Linked DNA regions of Zea mays: region 2 is linked to region 1. A link is a contact called in public Hi-C data. All regions are on one chromosome and are shown on one strand. The core of a region is the stretch at or near the end of the contact, and the rest is flanking DNA. Distances in the headings are between cores, read along the strand shown. Region 1 holds the start of LOC100216775. Region 2 has its middle 13 kb from the start of LOC103650483.

What was found. A called contact is a pair of places that touch in the nucleus more often than the background predicts.
Region 2: a Hi-C map of leaf shows a contact between it and region 1, with 7 times the contacts expected there. The contact joins the enhancer-like site here to the promoter of LOC100216775 in region 1. A contact is called at or near these places in 2 of 25 Hi-C or Micro-C datasets (leaf and root tip).

The regions. Positions count from the first base shown.
Region 1 is chr3:121,298,683-121,305,589 of Zm-B73-REFERENCE-NAM-5.0, reverse strand. LOC100216775 reads left to right here and starts at 2,662. Exons shown (of 11, transcript NM_001317372.1): 1 at 2,662-2,809; 2 at 4,057-4,226; 3 at 4,322-5,045; 4 at 5,715-6,121; 5 at 6,209-6,280. The coding sequence starts at 2,762.
Region 2 is chr3:122,029,526-122,036,432 of Zm-B73-REFERENCE-NAM-5.0, reverse strand. No RefSeq gene overlaps it. Among protein-coding and RNA genes, the nearest start is that of LOC103650483, 13 kb to the left of the region's middle. Within about 2 kb of position 2,457, at least 16 of the 20 cell types and tissues checked have an H3K27ac peak or open chromatin away from gene starts, as enhancers often do. A contact at or near this core is called in leaf, where this site is marked.

The sequences.
Region 1 (6,907 bases), core at 1,413-3,912:
CGCACCCACCGGAACAAAGTGTAACCAAGAAAGGCCGGTCCCCTTGCAAAAAAGTGCGACAAAGCCTCCAAGCGAGTACCAACACTCCCTTTGAGGCTCGGGGGCTATTGTCGGGTACCATAATTAGGGGTACCCCTAACACTCCTAAACTCGGCTGGTAATCACCATCAGCACAAACTACAGAGGCTGATGGGCGCAATTCAGGTCAAGGCTTCGTCTACACAAGGGACGCGATCTCACCTCGCCCGAGCCCAGCCTCGGGCGGGAACTGTAGTCCCAGGCGAATTCACGCCTCGCCCGAGGGCCTCCTCAAGCAACGGGCGCACCCTCGACTCGCCCGAAGCCCAGCTCGGGTAGGCTTCGTTGTGAAGCAACCTTGGCTAAATCACCTCACTAACCCACCGTATCGCAGGTGCATTCAATGCAAGGATCGCCTGGCGCCTTATCCTGACACGCGTGCCTCAGTCGGTAAGGTCGAAGTGACCGCAGTCACTTCGCCCTCCCACTGATTGACCTGACAGGAAAACAGCGCCGCTCGCCCCTCTCCGACTGTTGTGCCACCCGCTAGGGTGAGGCTGACAGCAGCTGAGTCCAGCCTCAGGCGCAACAGGAAGTCTCCGCCTCGCCCAACCCTAGGGCTCGGCCCCCGCCTCGGCCTCGGAAGATGGTCTCCGCCTCGCTCGACCCCAGGGCTCGGCCTCAACCTCGACCTCGGAAGGTGGTCTCCGCCTCGCCCGACCCCAGGGCTCGGCCTCAACCTCGACCTCGGAAGGTGGTCTCCGCCTCTCCCGACCCCAGGGCCCGGCCTCAACCTTGACCTCGGGAGGAATCGCGTCCTCGTTCGACCCCGGCCTCGGCCTCAGGAGGAGTCTCCACCTCGCCCGACCTTAGGCTCGGACCGACCACGCCGCAGGGGGTACATCATTACCCTACCCCTAGCTAGCTCAGGCTACGGGGGAACAAGACCGGCGTCCCATCCAAGCTCGCCCCGGTAACAAGTAATGATGGCTCCCCGCGTGCGTCCATGACGACGGTGGCTCTCAGCCCCTTACGGAAGCAAAGAGACGTCAGCAAGGTCCCAACAGCCCCGACAGTTGTGCTTCTACATGGCTCAAACCCTCCTCCGACGTCCACGACTCCGCGTACACAGGGCTCTAGCACCTCTCCGACAGCCACGTTGGCATGTACATAGGGCTCTGGCTCCTCTCTGCCGGGCACGTTAGCATATTGCTACACCCCCATTGTACACCTGGACCCTCTCCTTGCATCTATAAAAGGAAGGGCCAGGACCCTCATATGAGAGGGTGGTCACGCGGGACTCCCTCTCCCCCTCGCGAACGCTTGTAACCCCTACTGCAAGCGCACCCACTCTGGCGCAGGATAACACGAGCCGCGGTTTCCCCCCTTCGTGTTCCATCTCGCGCCAACCCATCTGGGCTGGGGCACGCAACAACAATTTTACTCGTCGGTCCAGGGACCCCCCGGGGTCGAAACGCCGACATACGAATAAAGGAATAGAAGGACACTTGGAGACGACCAGACACCTTCAGACGGAGACAAGCCCACAAGGACGAACATGAGAAGCAACACCGATGAGGACAGGAGGCCGGAGCCCCGCCAAACTAAAGCTTAGTTAGGACTCCATCTTATAACTTTTAAGCTCCACTTCCACCCCCCATAAGACGTCTGTGAGCCTCTCTTCCCTCTCTCATCTGCTTATAACTATGAGTTTGATCATTAATGGTGTCGGTAGCGTAAGCCCGATGACTGGATGTAAGGATGCTCTGTTCGAAGCAGTATAAATCTTACGCCCTCCACGCACGTCCTCTGGAGCCCGGAACGCGCATAATAAATTTTCTTGTCGGAGCGAGGTACGAAACACCGATAATTATAATTCATGATGAGTTTAACCGAATACAAAAATTTGAGTAGACTTGGATTATTTTGGAGCATAAATTGTGACATTGATTTAATTCTAATCCATGCTAATTAAGAGTTGGGTTGGTGTAAACTAACAAGGCCAAATCTATGGATTTGGATTATATAATTTAGGAGTGAAAAAAAGCCCAAATCTATGGAGTTGTATTGCTAAAAAAAGATGGAGTTGAATAGAAATTTGTGAAGCCTATCTGCAGTCGGATCGTCTGTCCGACCGCTCCCCCGAAAATGCCCCTGTTTGTTTCAGCTTTTTGGAGCTTGCTTCTGGCCACCAAAAGCTGTTGCGGACTGCCAAACACTCAGCTTTTCAGTCAGCTTCTATAAAATTCGTTTGGCTAAAACCATTCAACATCAACATAAACACATAATCGGTTGAGTCGTTGCAATAGTAGGAATCTGTCACTTTCTAGATCCTGAGTCATATGGATACATTTATCTTCCTCCGCACGTAATTCTAATGATACTCAGATTCTCTACACAGTCAGATTCTCTCCACAGCCAGATTCTCAGAAAAGCTGGTCAGAAAAAAGCTGAACCAAACAGGCTCAATGTGGGTTCCCGCCCATGGCCGCCTCAAACCATCAAACGCACGCATCCGAGCCAAGCCGAGGCCGACCGACTGCAAGGTGCGGGAGAAAAAAAAAATCTCGGCCGGGCGTCGCACGTCCGGCGCATCGCAACACGAGAAACCTCTTGTCGGGCCCAGTAAAAATTATTAGGACAAGCATTAGTGTTCGCTCGTCACTCGTCAGTACTCAGTGGAGGAGGCGGCGGCGGGGAGGGAGACAGATGCGGGAGGCCCACCGCGGGGTCGCCGGACCAGATGGACACGCCGGATAGGCCCCGCGCCGGCGCCGGCGCCGGGTTCGAGGTCCTCCATCTCGCTCGCAGCCAGGGGGCCGCCCCGCTGATGCTTGTTCCCACCGGTTTTCGCTGTTCTGATGGGGGGTTCTGAGGCCATTTCTCTGTGTGGGGATTTTAGGAGCGGGGGCGGGGAAGCGTGCCGTTCGTGCTTGGATTGGACTGGTCGGTCGGTCGGCGGGCGGCTGCGCGGCGGATGCGATTTGCTGTGCCCGCATTTGCTTGACGTTTTTGGTGATCTGTTTTGGGGACTGGGAGGGCGCATTTCGGTGGGTGGGTGGGTGGGCGATTAGGGTTCTGGTCGACGCACCCTGTCGCCGGTTTCACCGATGTTGGAGTTGGATTTGAGGTCTTCAACTCTTCACGAGTTTTCTCTGCGAGTGAGAGGTGGGGATTTGGGGGGCCTTACTCAAGGCGACTACTACTGTCAATCAGGCTACTGCTGCTAGTTTCATTAGATCAACCATCCCTACTAGATGGACCAATTGGCTTGCTGATTCTGTGAGTTCTGCGGCCTGTCCATTTGGACTGTCACCTCGTCGTTCCATGAGATGTTACTACGCTCTGATGCGTGCATTGTTTGGACCTTTGGATCTCCAACATCAATGCTTAGATTCATACGTTTGCTGGTCCTCTGTCCATGCGAAGTGTGAGTTTTCTGGAGTTTGGGGGTTGTTTGTGCTTTTTGCTGAGGAACTCCTGGGTGTAGCACTGTAGCTTGGATATGGGTGTCTGATCATGCACATTGCTTGGTCATGAACATACTTTCTCGGCAATTAGGACGTCCTAGTATCAGGCCCCTCACTTCATTTCCTTTTGCAAGCAATATATGTCTCAGCACTGCTGCATTTGATCAGCTATTCAGCTCATCATTCTAGGCCTTTCAATGCGCCTCGGGGTTCCTTGCAAGATTGCTTTCCAATCAGTAGAGACACTTAGCTATGTTACTTGTCATCACGATTCAGGCATTGATAAAGCATTTGTCATTGATAAGCTTGTATCGTATTCAATGCATGCAACTCCTTGTGTTGCGTTCTCTTAAGTGGGCTGGGGAAAAAGTTGGTGTAAGTTACGGGGTTTAGCAGACTTCCTCTTACAGAAGACTGTGGTAATATCTATTTGCTAAAATAGGTCATGGTTTGGATTTGGCCAATTCTCAATTGATTGACATCAGGGCATCTAAGCTCGTTTTTGTATGTAGTGAAGAAATAAAGACCTATGGCTTTACTTTTCTAATTTGATTTTACTGTTTTGCAGGATTCTCCTGTGTTCAATTTCATCAACAATCTCTCGCCTATACCACCACCTAAACCTTTAGACTCAGCACATAATGTGCAGCTATTCAAGTCATCAGATTTGGCACCTGTTTCTTCGATCTTTGCCTCACCACATGTTAATCCAACAAAGGGAACTAAAGTTCTGATCAGGTTTATTTTCATCTTTTCTCTATGCTTTCTAGCTAATCTCGACTTTTATGTGTCTGTCTTGGCTCTGCCTTACAGTTTGTATTTCATGCTGGTAGGGACGAATCTGTTCAGCTTCCTCATGAATTGCACTCACCTAGCAGTGTCAGAACTCGGATAGGCACCTCAGGCTCTTTTAGAATGATCAGATGCAAAGACATTGTGCCAGAGAATTGTAATATCACTTGTCAACTAAACGAGGCATCTATTGATTCTTCAGATCATACATCAAGCTCTACAGGCCAATTGACTCAATCCATAAAAGATGCTGCTGGCAGTATGGAAAGCGATAAGGATCAATGCGCTGGTGGTAAAATAGACCTTACCATGTCCCAGGAGTGCACAGGCCTAGAAGGTATGAACCTTGATGAGAGTAGCCCAGACAGAATGGATTCATCACATTCTGGGATAGTTGTTCATGAAAACCAGCTATCTGAACAAAACAATGATGAACCTGCGGCATATAATGGGGTTTACATGATTACACACCAATCAAGTAGTGATATGCTGACTTTAGCCGTACCATCTGGAACAGAAGCACAACCAATGAATGATACACAAAAGGCTGATAATCCCTACCCTTGTGAATCCTTGTTGGATGTTCAGTCAAGTGGAAATTGCACCCAAAATTCTGTGCATGAACCCCATCTGTACTGGAACGGGGCAGTTGAAGGGGCTGCAGTAGCTTATACTCCCCAAGCACTTCCTGGTGCTTTGCAAAGTCAGTTGATGCCATGTAACAAGCTCAATGAGCCAAAAGATTACATGCCTACTGAGCAAAATGTATGTATGCTTTGTGTTGCCATTTAGAAGTTTTGTATATTGGCTTTACTAATGCTCTGTGCTAATTGACCTAATCTAATTCGAAGACTCGTGCAATATATCTGTATGTACAAACTACAAACTAATATTAGCTTGGATACCATGGGCGTGTTTGGCATGGCTCTGCTCCACTTCAGAGCTGCTCTGCTCCAGAGTTTAAATTGTTGTCTCATAACCAGTGACAGTAGCGGGTAAATAACTCTAAACTCCACGTTGATGTTGCTTTTTTAGAGTTTTCGGAGCAGCAAAAGAGGTACTCCAAAAAATTCTACTACAGATCAGAAAACTCCATGAAGTTTGCAACTCTGGAGTTATGGTGTTTGGCAGGCTCTTTCTAGCTCCTTCTTGGAGTTCTGCTCTGGAGCCATGCCAAACACGGCCTATATGTAGGAGAATGGATTTAGCAAGTCCATGTTTATTAGCAGTTTTCCATTCATGTGCCTTGTGCATTGTATTGCTCTCAATTGTGCATAATCTTGTGTCCACATGCTAACAAGATTGCCATCAGTATTCAGCCTTTTACTTTCTATCATTTTCTTTCCTGTAAATCTAGTTTTGTATAGGCTGTGCTAATTTGGCTGAACTATCAATGTTTTTTCTTATGAAAGGACATGTTTTCTGCTATTTCAGGCTTTGTCACAGCATTTACGTGGCATGCGTAGGCGCAGCCTTTTCAATGAAAAGGCTGGGCTTAGTAATAAAGGTGTAGACAAAGCTTCAGATCATCATCCTGTAAATTCAACTACCCCCAAATGCAAAACCATTTCTGGTGACAACTCAAAGACTCTAAGAACCCCCCCATGTGCATTGCCTGGTATTGGCTTGCACTTGAATGCCCTTGCCGCAACTGCAACACCTAAAGAGAAAATAGTCCCTCAAGACATTCAGTCTACTATAAATGAATCAAGTAACTTGATAGGCCCTGCTGGATCTTCTCCGGCACCTTCTGAGCAAAACATTATAAATGATGATTTCACTCAAACAACTGATGTTGCAACCGCTGAAGCTTCTAGTCAGGGTAGTCCCAAGAAGAAAAGGTACTATATCTTTGCCTATTGCCTACTATTTTAGTCAAATAGCACTGTTTCATTGGAAAATTCATAAAATGCAATAGTATTTTGCAGGCATAAGTTTGATAGTGGTGATGGCACTTCATGCAAGCGTTGTAGTTGTAAGAAGTCCAAATGCCTGAAACTGTAAGTTTGAATATTTGGTTCATTTTTAGGTATCATTGTATGAAAAAGGTGCTGATGTTTATGACTTATGAGTAACTCTTGTTAGTATTAAATGATGAATCATTTATCCATTCATGTTTTTCTTTGACTAAGATGTATAGCCATGTAGGTGTATCTGCCACTATACTGTTTTAAGTGTTTTTCAGTTTTGGGCAGAATGTTAAATAACAACAAGTATAGCAGCCTTCTAGTCACAAGCAGCAGCGACTAAAAATATTCACATCAAACAATAAGTAAATAAAAAAATACATATTACAATATTAGCTTAAAAGTTTCTTTTTAGTATGTTTAAATATGATTGAGCTGTGGGTACATTATGGTTACCAACTATTCGATACTTTGCTGCTGGACTATTGTGCCATATACTGACATTTTGACTACTAGATATATACCTAGGATTGGTCCCTATGAACTTGGAGGCCTGGGGCGACCGCCCCTCTGCCCCACACTCAGGACCGACATTGGTCACTCACAAGTTGGGGTAGGCTAGTAACGGCATTCAATTAATAGTTCTATCAATTCTAATCAAGTTGTTGCGAGGTGTTCGAGTTTTGTTTTACAGTCATCTCTATACCTGGTTACCACTGT
Region 2 (6,907 bases), core at 1,208-3,707, 730 kb before region 1:
TTCCACTAGCTTCTGAAAACCCGCTACAGTTTCCAGGAAGAGCAATGTAGGAATCCCCCGTCTGACTGCCATCGCAGCAAAATCAACCCGGGAACCTCCCTACACGCCTACTCCCCTACTGCCCTTGCCCCTTTTGGGTAAGGTAGTCTTCCACTAGCTTTCCTAATTAGTCAGCCAATGGCGTCCCATTCCACCCTTGTGGTGGCACGTGTTTATCAAGTTAAGCTCCATGTTCCAATTAAAAATAATGATCTTGACATGAACATAAATAAAATAACAGTATAATTGGAATATGAAGATAATGTAATATTAATCCAAAACCATATAGAGCAATAGCAAAAACTACCCAAATAGGTCAGGGGTAAACAAGGTATAAAGATAATCAGACTAGGGTGACCTATTGGGTCCCATCAAAATTAAGTCTATACATGATAAAATGATTATAAAGAACATTATTGGGTAAATAAAAGTGATCAAGGGCACAACTTGCCTAGGACTTGAGATTCTAGGTACCAGGATGATCTTCAGATTCTCATGACCTCATTGCTAGTCGTAGCAATACAACAAACATGGTATATACAAAATTAACATCATGCCAAACATAAGAACAAACTACATAATAATAATCTATGCATCGTAACGAGACCGTGGGAATGAGAATCACTAAATTCGGAGTTCCGGTTAAGGAGTTATGATTTATGGAAGATAAATGTGAATTAACGATTAAACAATATTGTAAATTGATTAGTATACATCATATGAGAGAGTATCTTACAAATAATTAAATCAACTTTAATCTAAGTCATTACTTGATTATAAATTATCTTTTAGGCCAAAGATAGCCATAAGATCAGGATACTATATTAATATTAATATTAGGATAATCTGATCGAGAAAACATAGATTAGTCAAATTAGTTACCTAATTATAAAAGTATGGGATATCATATAATCAATGTTTCTATTGCGTAGTAGATATTTATATGAAGCTAATGCAACTTGAACGGATTGATTCGGAGTCAAAATGGGGAAGTTATGAATTTTCAAAGTTATAGGTGCTAGGTACAAGATTAATTAGGAGATTAATTTTAATATGGTTTTCATGTCAAAACAGAGACACTAGTTGATAAACACTAATATTACAAAAATATAGAAATTGGAAAGGATCAATTTGGACTTAATATGAATTTTCTATGAATTATACAAGTTTCTAGTATTGTTTTTGTTCTAAAAATCATTTTCTAAAATTTATTATCTAATTTCTCTGTTCTCTGGACTATGCGCATAAAACAGATAAGCACAGGGTTTACTACGTAAATATTTCCAAGACTCATAACTTCCCCGCGATGGACCACAAGTTTATTATGAAGAACCCCGAGGGCTCTTTAGCAACATTACCACGACGAAGGGTTATGGTTAACTCTCGGCCGCCCGATCCACTACGGACGACACAGACTAGAAGCCATCAATACTGAACCGGTATGAAGCTACGTCCGTCAGATTAAAGATCGACGATCAGAGTTTTATGAATTGAGATCTAATAGGAATCGAACAGATCGCATCCAACGACCAAATTGTTCACACCGCAGCTATACCCCACACTCTAATCCCGGTCGTTCATCACGTATTCAACAACAAGATCACTCTCTTCCCCCACCCGATAACCTAGAGTGGCAACACAGGCTTACTCGTGGCGGCGCCATGGCTGGAACAGCGGCCAGCCCGCCTAAGAATGCTATTTCCTATTCGAAATATGGTTATACCGAATTGGGGACATGAGGAAGCTGCGGGAAAGGCTCTCACGGGATTCACAAGGTAGTTTCTCACGGCCACGACGTGCTGTAGATGGTTGATGAAGTTAAGTAACGACGAGAAATTCGGCGAGCTCTGACCGATCATCCAGTCGGGAAGCATCTCGTCATAACTCCATACCTCCATGCAATGCTTCCAGACCACTCGCAGAGAACCACATGGCTTGACTGACGAGAATTGACGTCGAGGTCAAGATACGGCGGCGACGGCGCTCTCCTCCCGGTAGATGGTGGCTCCGGTTGCGATCCCACGAGACGAGGAGGAGGAACAGGTGGCCCGATGATATAGGCGCGAGAAGGCGAACTTGGCATGCAACGACCACATGAGATTTCCCTGGCGCACTGGGTTTGTTACGAGGTTGTCGGTGCTATCTCCGATCCGAAGATGACGATCAGGAGGGACCCGACATGTGGCCCCAATCGTTGATGACCCAAGGGAAGAGGTGCGCGTCACCAACAGCGTGTGTGGATGAGCTGCGTGAGATCGAATGGGCCGATTCCGATTTTGGGGGTGAAGAATCGGTCGGAGGAGCGCGAGATGCACGCGACATCTGTTGCAAACGGCCAACGAAGAAGGAGGAGCTGACCGGGGTGGCCCACCAGTCAGTGGTGTGAGTGGCGCGTGAGGTGAGAGGCTGGCGCGAGTGGCCTACACGGCAGCGACACACGGTGCGCGGGCGCGGAGTGGGTATCCTAGGCCGTCTACATGGTGGTAGGTGGGCCGCGGTGGGATTTGGCTGGGCCAGCGGGTGCGTGATATTGGGCCAGGAAAATAGTTTTGGCCCAAAAAGCTGATAGGCTCTTTTCTTTTTAATATTTTTCTGTTTTCTTTTGTTTTCCTTTTATTTCCAAATCTAGAATTTGAATTCAAACCTCACAGCAAAATTTGTACTCAAATTAAATTTTCATCTTGAACATATCAGTAGAATGAATTTAGTTAATTATGGATTTATTTTGGGTTTTATAATATTTCTTCCCCCTTTTTCCACTTTTGAATTTCAAACTTCAAATTTAGGTTTTATCCCAAACCTTTGACTCATTATTATACTTTTATTAGTGTTATTGTTAAATGCACAAACAAAAACTCCAAGCATGAGTGTAAAGTCTATTTACTTCTTACTTTACTTAATGCCTCTCAATATAATATTGATAAAGGGGTATTTACTCAAATAAATAGGAAATTCTCCAATTCATTAATTTTTTCTGAGTTTAAATTAAATTTAAAAGTTCCGTCTAGATTTGAGTCATCTAAATTTAATACTATCCTTATATATCAATAACCATTTAAATAAATGCTTATAGTTTTTCATTTTAATGAAATGAGTAATCTCTTAGTTGGATAGAAAAACTTTCTATTACTTCTTTCTCTTCATTAATTCTTGGTTTCGAAATTCAGTCCTCAAAATTCAAAGTTCAAGTATAATTTGAGATATCTCACTTTACTATTTATTTCTTTATTCATTTATTTTATTTATTTTTTATACAATTTTTTGGGCTTTACAAATCCTACCCCCTTTAACAGAAATCTCGTCCTCGATATTTGTATGAAAAGGGATACATAAGGATTGGTTTGTAATTCGGCTTTTAGTCTATAATTGGTTCAAAAATCCAGAGTCTCGTTTTTTATAGTCAATAGTGGGTGATTAGGAGAGCATAGGTATCCAACTACTTATTATGTAGGACATAAGCTAGACAGGTTGATGTAATAAATATTATGGCAAGGAAAGACTTCGTCCGAAAGGTTTAAGTCTTGATTCGTCTCGAGATTCGCTTTGACTGTTATCTCCTTCCTTGTTGAGGTTGATCTTTTCTTCTTCGGTCTTGGTCTCATTGATTCGAGGTTAATGTATATCAGCAGAGTTGGGGCATATGGTTGAAATAGTTATGGGTGAGATGGACTACATGATATAGGTCAAAAGTTTGTTTGATGTTAGGCGGGGATAGATAGATTATACATTTCATCATGACTCTATTGGTTGGGTCAGATCTCATATATGTGACTGAGTTGGTCTACTGTACTGAGTTAAGTTAACACCTAGCTAGTAGGGTTTAATCTCTTCTTTCTTGAGCTATGGTGTCTCCTTCCGGGTTTAGGACAGGAGGTTAAGATAGTTTTGTAGGTAACATATGGATAGAGGGTTTAGTAGGTAGCTATATGCTAGATGGGATTAGTTATGTAACCTGTTTTGTAGGACAAGTTGTTGGGTATGGCCGAGTTGATCTAAGTCACCAATTTAAGCGTAAGTGAATTAGGAGTATGGCCTTATCTTTTGTACCAGCATTAAGTAACTCAATCTAGATGAGATCATATTAGGTTAGATAGGTCTACTTTCTTCTACCAGTATCACTAATCTGTTTAAGTAGACCACATTAGACTAGATCGTACTAGATCACATTAGATTCTATAATCCTATTCAAAAATATCATTTAGTTGAGCATAACAAGCTGACTTTATCTTTATGAAATTCTAGTATTTTTAGTGGAACTTCCCATTAGTATTTCTTTATATACACCTAAAATTTTCATACCATTAGCAGGTGTGGCATAGGAAACAAGGGTACATCAGGTTTTAGCTACTAGGTGAGTGTAGGGAAGATTTGGGGAATAAGGAAAATTAGGGGAATAAGGAAAATTAGGTAAGGGAGACTTTTATTCCGGATGGTGGATCTTGATTCATCTGAAGATCTATTTCTACTCATATCCTTCATTGTCGAGGTTAACCTTCTTCTTGGGTCTGATTTAGGGACCATCAGTTGTGGTGTTAAATGCCATTATCTGATTTGAGATAACAATTGCGGGTACATGGGGTAGGTAGGTTAAACAAAGTTTTACTTTGCTTTTGGGATAAATGGGTTGGGAACCTATAACATAAGCTAGGTCATGGTTTCATGAACGAGTTGGTTTAAGACACCAATTTAGGTTTAAAACCCATTTATAAGAATATGGTCCAATCTATGTTACCAGTATTAACTAACTTGTTTAAGTAATTCCCTTTAGATTGGATCATATTAGATTAGGTAGGGTCTAGATTAGATTTCATATAACTAGATTAGACTAGTTTAAGTTAGATAGATCTACCAGGGTAAGATATGTATTATTAGGATATGTTAGAATCTTTTGAGATATGATGGATTACATGATGTTGGTTGGTTAGAATCTCTGTTAGGTTAAAATAGAGGGGTTATGCAACCATCAAATGGTTAAGGTAGTTGCATAAGACCGAGTTGGTCGGTCGTTCTTAATTTAGTGTATGAATTAAGTTAAAACATATTTTATACGAGTAGAGTCTCATTTATTTCATCAGTATTATCCTTCTTGTTAAGCAACTTACATTACATTAGCTCCACTTTAGCCTTTGTTAGGTTAGATTAATCTATCACATTAGATCAGATCTAAGTTATATTTGTGTGACTAGATTAGACTAAATAAGATCTCATTATTTTGGATTAGATCCTGGTTGTTACCTTAGGATGAGATAAGTAAAGTGGTTAGGATACGATGATTCCTTCAAGATAAGATGAATCTATTAAGATAGAGAGAGTCTTTTAAGATAAGATGGATCTATTAGGCTTGATATATTCTAGTGGGGATATTCTTAGTTGGTCTAGTTTATCTTATAAACAATTTATGAGGATAAGATATATATATATATTTTAACATAAGATGAACTTATTAGGATAAGATACAATTTTTTCCTCAACTTAAAGGATTCTATCTAAAATAGATACACTTTAATGGAGGATAATCTAGATTGTTTAGTTATCTTATGAATTTTATTTATTTATATGTATGCCTATAAGTATATGCAGATGTAATTGTGGACATTACTCCACAACTTATCACACTCAATCAAAGATCCAAATCAGACATGTGTCACAAGAACAAACATTCAAGCATACAAATATTGACAAAAATATTTTTGATTTTGTTCCTAAGTGTAGGTCTCCTATTCCTAAAGATCACTTTAGGCACATAATTTCAAAGTGTGAAATCCACATTTGTCTTTAGAAAGAAAAGGTAAGAATAATCAGAGTAAAGCGGAAATAGATAAGAAAAAATTAAGAGAAGTTTAGAAAAGAACCAGAGTAGCAAAGGTAAGTAGGTAAGGGTTGTCCAGTTCTATCTAGGTTTCGTCCTACAGTCAACATTCCTCTGATACCACTTCTGTCACACCCGTGTTTTAGGGACCCAGACGCGAACATAATCACCAGGTGTGCTGGGACCAAGTCTCACACATGACGAATCATGGTACAGAAACGAATGTCACAACTTTATTATATAATAGGAGTTCTGTACAAAATAAATAAATAATTACATCGAAAGGAGACAATGATCCAGCAACCCGAAGTTGACTGGGAGACGATGAACTAGACCTCTCATGAACACATCGCAACATCCTCCATGCGCCTAATCCGGTGGTACCTGTTCTTGATCTATCGGGGGTGTGAGACAGCAAGGGTGAGCTCACAAAATATCATAGCTCAACAAGTTGTGGGGAATAATGTGCCTGAACTCGCTAAAGGTGGGAGCTCATGTGAAGTGTAAGGCTTACCAAAGAGAAGGGTTAAACTGAGCATTGCTTTTAAAGTTGGTCAAAATTTTATTAGCAGTTACTAAGTGTAAGTAGATACCAAACCATAATAATAATAGAAAAAAATTAATAAGAAATCCCATACAATGCAAATGACAAATAAAATTTAGTTCCAATTTAATCATGCGAGAGTCTTGAGCTGCTCATGACCGCGAGCATGACTAGTATACCAGTTTTATACTCTGCAGAGGTTGTACCCTGTACCCACAAGTCGTGTATCCCATGTCACTAGGGTTAGCTAGACCCTTAAACACTTCCCAGGTGAATGGCTAGGGATCCACTACGAGGCCTTTACAAAGTTCCACTAGCTTCCAAAAACCCGCTATAGTTTCTAGGAAGAGCAATGTAGGAATCCCCTATCCGACCGCCATCGCAGCAAAATCAACCCGGGAACCTCCCTACACGCCTACTCCCCTACTGCCCTTGCCCCTTTCGGGTAAGGTAGTCTTCCACTAGCTTTCCTAATTAGTCAGTCAAGAGCGTCCCATTCCACCCTTGTGGTGGCA